2 separate regions of the Mus musculus genome follow, and region 1 is linked to region 2. A link is a contact called in public HiChIP or PLAC-seq data. All regions are on one chromosome and are shown on one strand. The core of a region is the stretch at or near the end of the contact, and the rest is flanking DNA. Distances in the headings are between cores, read along the strand shown.

Region 1 (3,035 bases), core at 75-2,574, 87 kb after region 2:
TCCTTCTCCTCCTCCCTTTTCACCTTCCTCCTTCTCTTTCTCCTTCTCTTCCCTCTTCCTTCTCCTCTTTCTCCTCCTTCCCTTCTCTCTCCTTCTCCTCTTCCTCCTGCTCCTCCCTTCATCCTCTTCCTCTCTTCTTCTCCCTCTTCTTCCCGCCCCTTTCTCTCACTTCCTGACTTCCTTGAGCAGCTCCATGATGCTCTTGCCTTACAAAGAGCAAGCCTGCTTTTCAAGATGTGTATTTTCTTAGAGCGGCATCCTTCTCACACCACCACTGGGACAATTAACCAGAAAAAAGTTCCACCCCATTTGATGACATTCCCCTAAGGGATTGGCCAAGATGTCTTGGAACCATGGCATGGACCTTGACCAGGTCATGTGACTGCCTGACAGGTCCTGTTCCTTTTCCTGGCGGCGGCGGGGGGGGGGTGGGGGTGGGGGGTACCTGTCCACAGCCTGTGCAATGAACTCTAGGCTCTGCAGGCCAGCGGAGTAGAGAGCATTATGTCTAGGTTCTCATGTCCCCATGGCTGTGTACCAAGTGGCCCACATGCTGCCTGAGTTTAACCAACATGCAGGGACTGACCATGGGGCAGCTGGTCTGCGACTGGGACCCATCAAGGCAGACAAGGATTTTTCCATTAGAACTTGACTACTATTGGCTAGCCAGGCAGCACGGCAGCTCTACCCTACAGGTTACATCCTAGTAGCCTGCAGACACCCTCTAGCTAAAGCTGGGTTGGGCCTGAGGACTGGGTGACCTGACACACCTTCCATTAAAATGAAACAGAGAGGGTCATCCTGACCCTAAACATTAGTGATTAGATGTGATTAGTGATTAGATGTGATTAGTGATTAGATGTGAGCTGAAAAGGCCAAATCAACGAGGGAGAGAACTTGGAGTGTGGGCTCTGAATGACGCAGGAATTTTCCATGACTCCAAAGACAGGAAGCAGGCCACCCTACAGCACGGGGTCTGGCTGTTCCAAGCACACAATCTAACAAATGGACTGTGGGTGCCAAGGAGTCTGTGGGACACCAGAGCAGTGACGTTCCAGGGGGGGCTGGTCCATATCCCGGCCTCCAGAAGCAAGGCTGGGGGACAGAGAAGACTCTCAGGCCTAAGCACACAGGGCTGGAGAACTCACAAAGGGCAGAAATTGTTTTAGATCAGGCTAAGCACCTCTGCTCCAAAAATAACAACCGTGTCCTGAGGGCAAGAGTATCTAAGCCTTTACATATCGAGGCTAAAGCAGCTAAAAACAAAGCCATTCAGTGTGAAGGAACAGCTGAGGGGAAAAGAAAGAGAGGTCCCTCCCCCCAAACAAACAACCTCTCTCACACTGTCAAAACATTGTGACTGCCTGTCAGCCCCTGACTATTTCCCAGAGCAGATATGGCTCGGAAAATTCTGGAATGAACTTGTCGCAACCCTTTGGCTTAGCCTGCTGAGCTTCAGACAATCACCTGTGTCACAGAGATGATTGCTCAGCACCCTGCCGCCAGCTCTGATACTCACCGGAGGCATGGAGATTTGCTGGCCTCTTTCTTTCTTTTCCTTTTCTTTTTCTTTTTTTTTCTTTTTCGAGACAGGGTTTCTCTGTGTAGCCCTAGCTATCCTGGAACTCACACTATAGACCAGGCTGGCCTCAAACTCAGAAATCTGCCTGCCTCTGCCTCCCAAGTACTGGGATTAAAGGCATGTGCCACCACCGCCCAGCTGTTTTCTTTCTTTTTTAAAATAGGGTTTTAGCCAGCCAGTGGTGGCACATACCTTTAATCCCAACACTGTGGAGGCAGAAGCAGAGAGATTTCTCTGAGTTTAAGACCAGCTTGGTCTACAGAGTGAGCTCTAGAACAGCTAGTGCTACACAGAGAGACCCTGTCTTGAAAAACAAAAATAAATAAATAATAAAATCGTGTTTTAAAAAGTGTGTGTGTGTGTGTCTCTGTGTGTCTTTGTGTATGAATGTTTATGCCTCTGTATGTGTGTCTCTGTATGTATGTCTGTGTGTGTGTGTGTGTGTGTGTGTGTGTATGTCTGTGTGTCTGTCTGTGTGTGTCTTTGTTTATGTGTGTGTGTGTGTGTGTGTGTGTGTGTGTGTGTGCACGCGTGCACAGATGTCACAGCATCCAGCGAGGGCATTGGATCCCCTGGAGCTGGAGTTACCAGATCCTGGGAACTGAACTTGGGTCCTCTGGGTAAGCAGCAGCAAGCGTGCTTTTGACCACTCTCCAGCTCTCTTTGGCTATTAATGCATTATCCCAGATCCGTGTCTCTGAGTAGTGAAAAATGAGTTTGAGAATGTAATCCACTGAGGAAATCCCCTTTCCCATGATTCTTAGGAAGATAGGTCAAGTTCATAGGTCAGAACTTAGAGAAAAACTAGCTTCACCACCACTCAGACATCCACGGAAAAGCACCCACTGACGGTGGATTGCGCTGTGGGCTTCTGTGGATCCTTTAAAACCTGCGCCATTTCATTTAGCACTGTCCCTTGATAGTGTAGTAGTTTCCTCTGACTAAAGCCTTCCATCTTGGAGGGAAACTTAAGAAACAGGACGTAAAAGGGAAGTAAAACAATGGGGTATTTTAGGACAGGGTGTTTATTTATGCAGACGTGAGAAGAAGAGATAAAATATTCCCATACAGCATTTACGAGGCAGCAAGCTCATAAATGACTCAAACTAGTTTCAGGAAGTCCCTGAATCTAAGCAGATTCACTTGATCCCTCCCTCCACAGAAGTACACGGGCAATGAAGACTCCGTGAATCACTCTCACATAAGACCAGTTTGCAAAGAAGATTCTCAGATAAGATGAGCTGCTAAGAAGAAGCTCAGACTGAGAGCCTGGAAGAAGCGAAGACAAGCCAACCGAAATCAGGAGGAAACAAAGATTAACCAAGTTGCTTAGAAGAGGCTCAGAGCAACTGAGCTACTGAAAGGGACTCTCTCCAGCCCCTTGAGCTGCCTGCAGGCTGTGCAGTGAGCTTCCAGGTTCCCAACTTCTGTGGACTGTCAGCCACACTGGGGT
Region 2 (3,230 bases), core at 191-2,690:
ATCACAACCTCTGGGTTTCATTTCTGAACTAGAGGTTGGAATTTAAGAAAACAAAACAAAACCCCCCAAACCTTCCATGGCTCCTTTCAGCTTGTGATAGAGTGTCAAAGAGCCTTGCACCCTAGAGGAGCTCACTTCAGTGAACAAGTCATTTTGTGAGCCATATCTCACTTATGGTCTTCAATGCTTCTCTTAAAAATGCCATGCCCCAACGGCTCTCAGCTCTAAAAATCCATTCTTACTCAGAATGGAAAAAAAAAAATCTGTCCTTACCCATTAACAAAATACTCTTAAAAAAGGATTTCAAAAAGGTAAAATTGTCTAAATAGAAAGGCAATAAATGGAATACACTTGTCCACCTTCACTAACATTTTTTTTGACCCCTCACCTTAAAAGCAGCACAAAACCCAGAAGACCGATCAACTCGGATTCACTATTTCGTTTTAAAACAATGAGTTCGCACAGAGAAAATCTGTTAACATTCAACCACCACTCGGATGTTTTGAAGGTACGGGAGGAGGGGGTGTTTAATAGGACCGTCTTTCCCCAAAGCAAAATCTGCAAGGCAGAAAAGCGCTGTGATCTCCGAGGAGGAGGAGAAGGAGGAGGAGGAAGAAGCCCTCTCGGAGCCGGCCTTTCTCAGTCGGAATTCAAGTGCTTTTTCGCGGACAATGTGCCCCAGTGATTAACTCCCCGTCACACGTCCCTGCAACCCACACACGCCCGGAGCTCGCCCGCACTGTCCCGGCCGTCTGGGTGGCAGCGCCGCCGAGTCACAAGATAGCGGGCAGTGGAAATTTCCTCTCCCCAGGCAGGCGAGGGGCAGGTCCGGCTTCCCCAGTCCGCGCGGCCCGCGCCTCCAGGGCGCGCGCCCTACAAAGGAGGCCCGGCCCGGCCGGCCGGTCCCGCTTCCGGCGCCGCTCGCGGCGGGAACCGGCAGCACGTGTGCCCCGCTCGGGCTGGCCAAGCGGCCGCCCAGCCTCGGAGCCGGACCGCCGGGCCGCCCGCAATGAATGGGGCCGTCCGCCGCGCCGCCCGCCCCGCCGCGCGCTCACCCCAGCTCTTGGAGGTGCGCCCCAGAAACTCTCCGCTGCTCGGGTTGTAGATGAACAGCTTCCACTCGGCCAGGCTCTGGTGGAAGGATTTCTTCTCAGTCTTCGTCATGATGGGCGTGTGGAAGTCGAGGTGAACGGAGGCCGCGGGGCTGGAGGCGACGAGGGGCTCGGCGGCGCGTCCTGGCGACGGCGGCGGCGCAGCCCAGCGACAACAGCGGAGGACGGCACGGCCGGGAACAACTCTTCGTTACGAGACCACTAGAGCCGACTGCGCCGCGCCGCGCCGGGCGGCCGCAGGGGCCCCGGGAGCCTGACGTCTCCGCCCGCCGCAGCCAATCCCCGCGCCGCTGGCGCGCACCGCGGCCGCTGCCTCCCGCCCGGCTGGGCGCGGCCCAAAGGCCCAGAGCCGCCCGGATGACCCCGCCCCCGACAACACGCCACGCCCACATCTCCAAGGTCCGCCCTTGACGCCAGAGCCACGCCCCCAGCCAAGCCACGCCCCAGCCGGGCTACTTGCCCCTGTAGCCCCCGCCCAGGTGCGAGGAAGCCAGCGCGGCGGGGCTGCGGGCGGAAGTCTGCCGGGCACACTGACCGGCAGGGTGGTGGCCCGAGGAAGGTGGGCGTAGGAGGCTACAGCGCTCTCCACTGGAAGCCCAGGCCGTGGCTGGGCTTAGTGGAAGCCCAGCCTGAGACTTAGTGGTCAAAGCCTGGAGCACATACTTGGCCCCGGAGCCTTCTGCAATACGCCGTGGCGCGTTCTCCTTGGGGCTCTGTGACGTCTTTAAACGGCACCTGCTGCAGGGCCTCGGGCAGCGTTTGTAGCGTCTAGTGTGGACTAGCTGCTTTTGGGTTGCCTGAGGGTCATGGCAGTTTTATTCTAAATATGCTATCGTTAACCAAATGGAGTACAGTATACTTTTTCTCCAGATTCAGTCGAGCATATCAATGAAATCAATATAAATATTTTCCCAAGATTTCCGCTCACTAAAGCCTTGCTTTTTTTTTTTTTTTTCTTTTCTGGCTCGGTCACTCCAATTGTTAACTACAATACTTGATGGAGTACAAGGTTAAGGTTGTTAGAGTTAGGGATAGATGCCTGAACCACTCGGCTGGTGTTTTCTTTGCCACTGGTGGCCGCTACGCCTAGGCGGAGCCAGGAATTCAGGCTGCATTCTGAAATTCTGAAACACCATAAATGGGATTTTAAAAGACTCAAAATGGAAGTTTGAACAGAAGGTGAGGTTATTTTGATTTTTTGTTTTTGTTTCCGGAAAAGAGATGTTAAATAACCTCTGTTAAATAGCAATAATGAATGAATAAATGCAATCCCATTTTGTTTGCAATAATTTCATTAACCACGCCCACCCATACGTTTATGACTATCCAAAATCCAGTTTGGTTTTGTTTGTGACAGAATCTTGCTGTGTAGCTTCAGCTGACTTGACATTGTGTATCCCACACTCTTGTCCTCCTGCCTCGACTTCCTGGGTACTGAGATCACAGGCATGTGCTACCATGCCTGATTTACAGGGGATTTTTGTTTGTTTTCAACTGTTGTTTTTCTGGGGTTAGGGTTATTGGGAGAGGAGGGAACCAAGGACCATGCACATGACAAGCATGTCACCAACTGAACTACATCCTCCGCCCTCCAGTTATTTGTTTGTTTTCCAAGACAGGGTTTCTCTGTGTTGCCCTGGCTGCCTTGGAACTCACTCTGCAGACCAGGCTAGTTTCCAGATCACAGAGTGCTGCCTCTGCCTCTGGAGTGCTGTGACTTAAAGGCCTGCACTCACCTCTCTCTGCCTCCGGTTACTTTTTTGGTCTAATAACACCAAAAAAATTTTCAGAAGCAATTTGTAGAGTTTGACATGAAGCTGATTTTAGAAATACCAAAATATTACACAAGAAGCCTAGAATGCTTCTCTAGATTATAGGTAAGGCTAAAAGCTAAGGAATGGAAATAATTTTACCTCAAAACCTGAACTGCACACTAGGGTAGCTAGAATACTGATAGGATTAACTATGAGCTTTTTATATATGCAAACCGATGAAAGATACATCATCTATCTGGGATAAAATATAAAAATATATCTGCTTATTTTGTGTGTGTGCATGTATAACAAGCATGCTTTAAGAAATAATTACCTAATACATAGAAAACAATGTTATGAAATG

The links. HiChIP or PLAC-seq counts read pairs in DNA pulled down with a chosen protein or histone mark.
Region 1: an H3K4me3 HiChIP or PLAC-seq map of forebrain shows a contact between it and region 2, with 2.7 times the contacts expected there. The contact joins the enhancer-like site here to the promoter of Atp1b3 in region 2. A contact is called at or near these places in 9 of 39 promoter capture datasets (the C10 cell line, the HPC-7 cell line, the SN4741 cell line and 5 more), 21 of 484 Hi-C or Micro-C datasets (the 63-12 cell line, the C10 cell line, the HPC-7 cell line and 13 more), 17 of 115 datasets of contacts at active chromatin or transcription factors (the HPC-7 cell line, the SCID.adh cell line, T-cell acute lymphoblastic leukemia and 11 more) and 3 of 9 other capture datasets (adipose tissue, liver and pancreatic islet).

What each region holds. Positions count from the first base shown.
Region 1 is chr9:96,450,122-96,453,156 of GRCm38.p6, forward strand. No RefSeq gene overlaps it. Among named protein-coding and RNA genes, the nearest start is that of Gm51656, 12 kb to the right of the region's middle. Within about 2 kb of position 1,325, at least 33 of the 459 cell types and tissues checked have an H3K27ac peak or open chromatin away from gene starts, as enhancers often do. A contact at or near this core is called in embryonic heart, forebrain, heart atrium and 1 more, where this site is marked.
Region 2 is chr9:96,362,991-96,366,220 of GRCm38.p6, forward strand. Atp1b3 (ATPase, Na+/K+ transporting, beta 3 polypeptide) reads right to left here and starts at 1,441. Exons shown (of 7, transcript NM_007502.5): 1 at 1,056-1,441. The coding sequence starts at 1,164.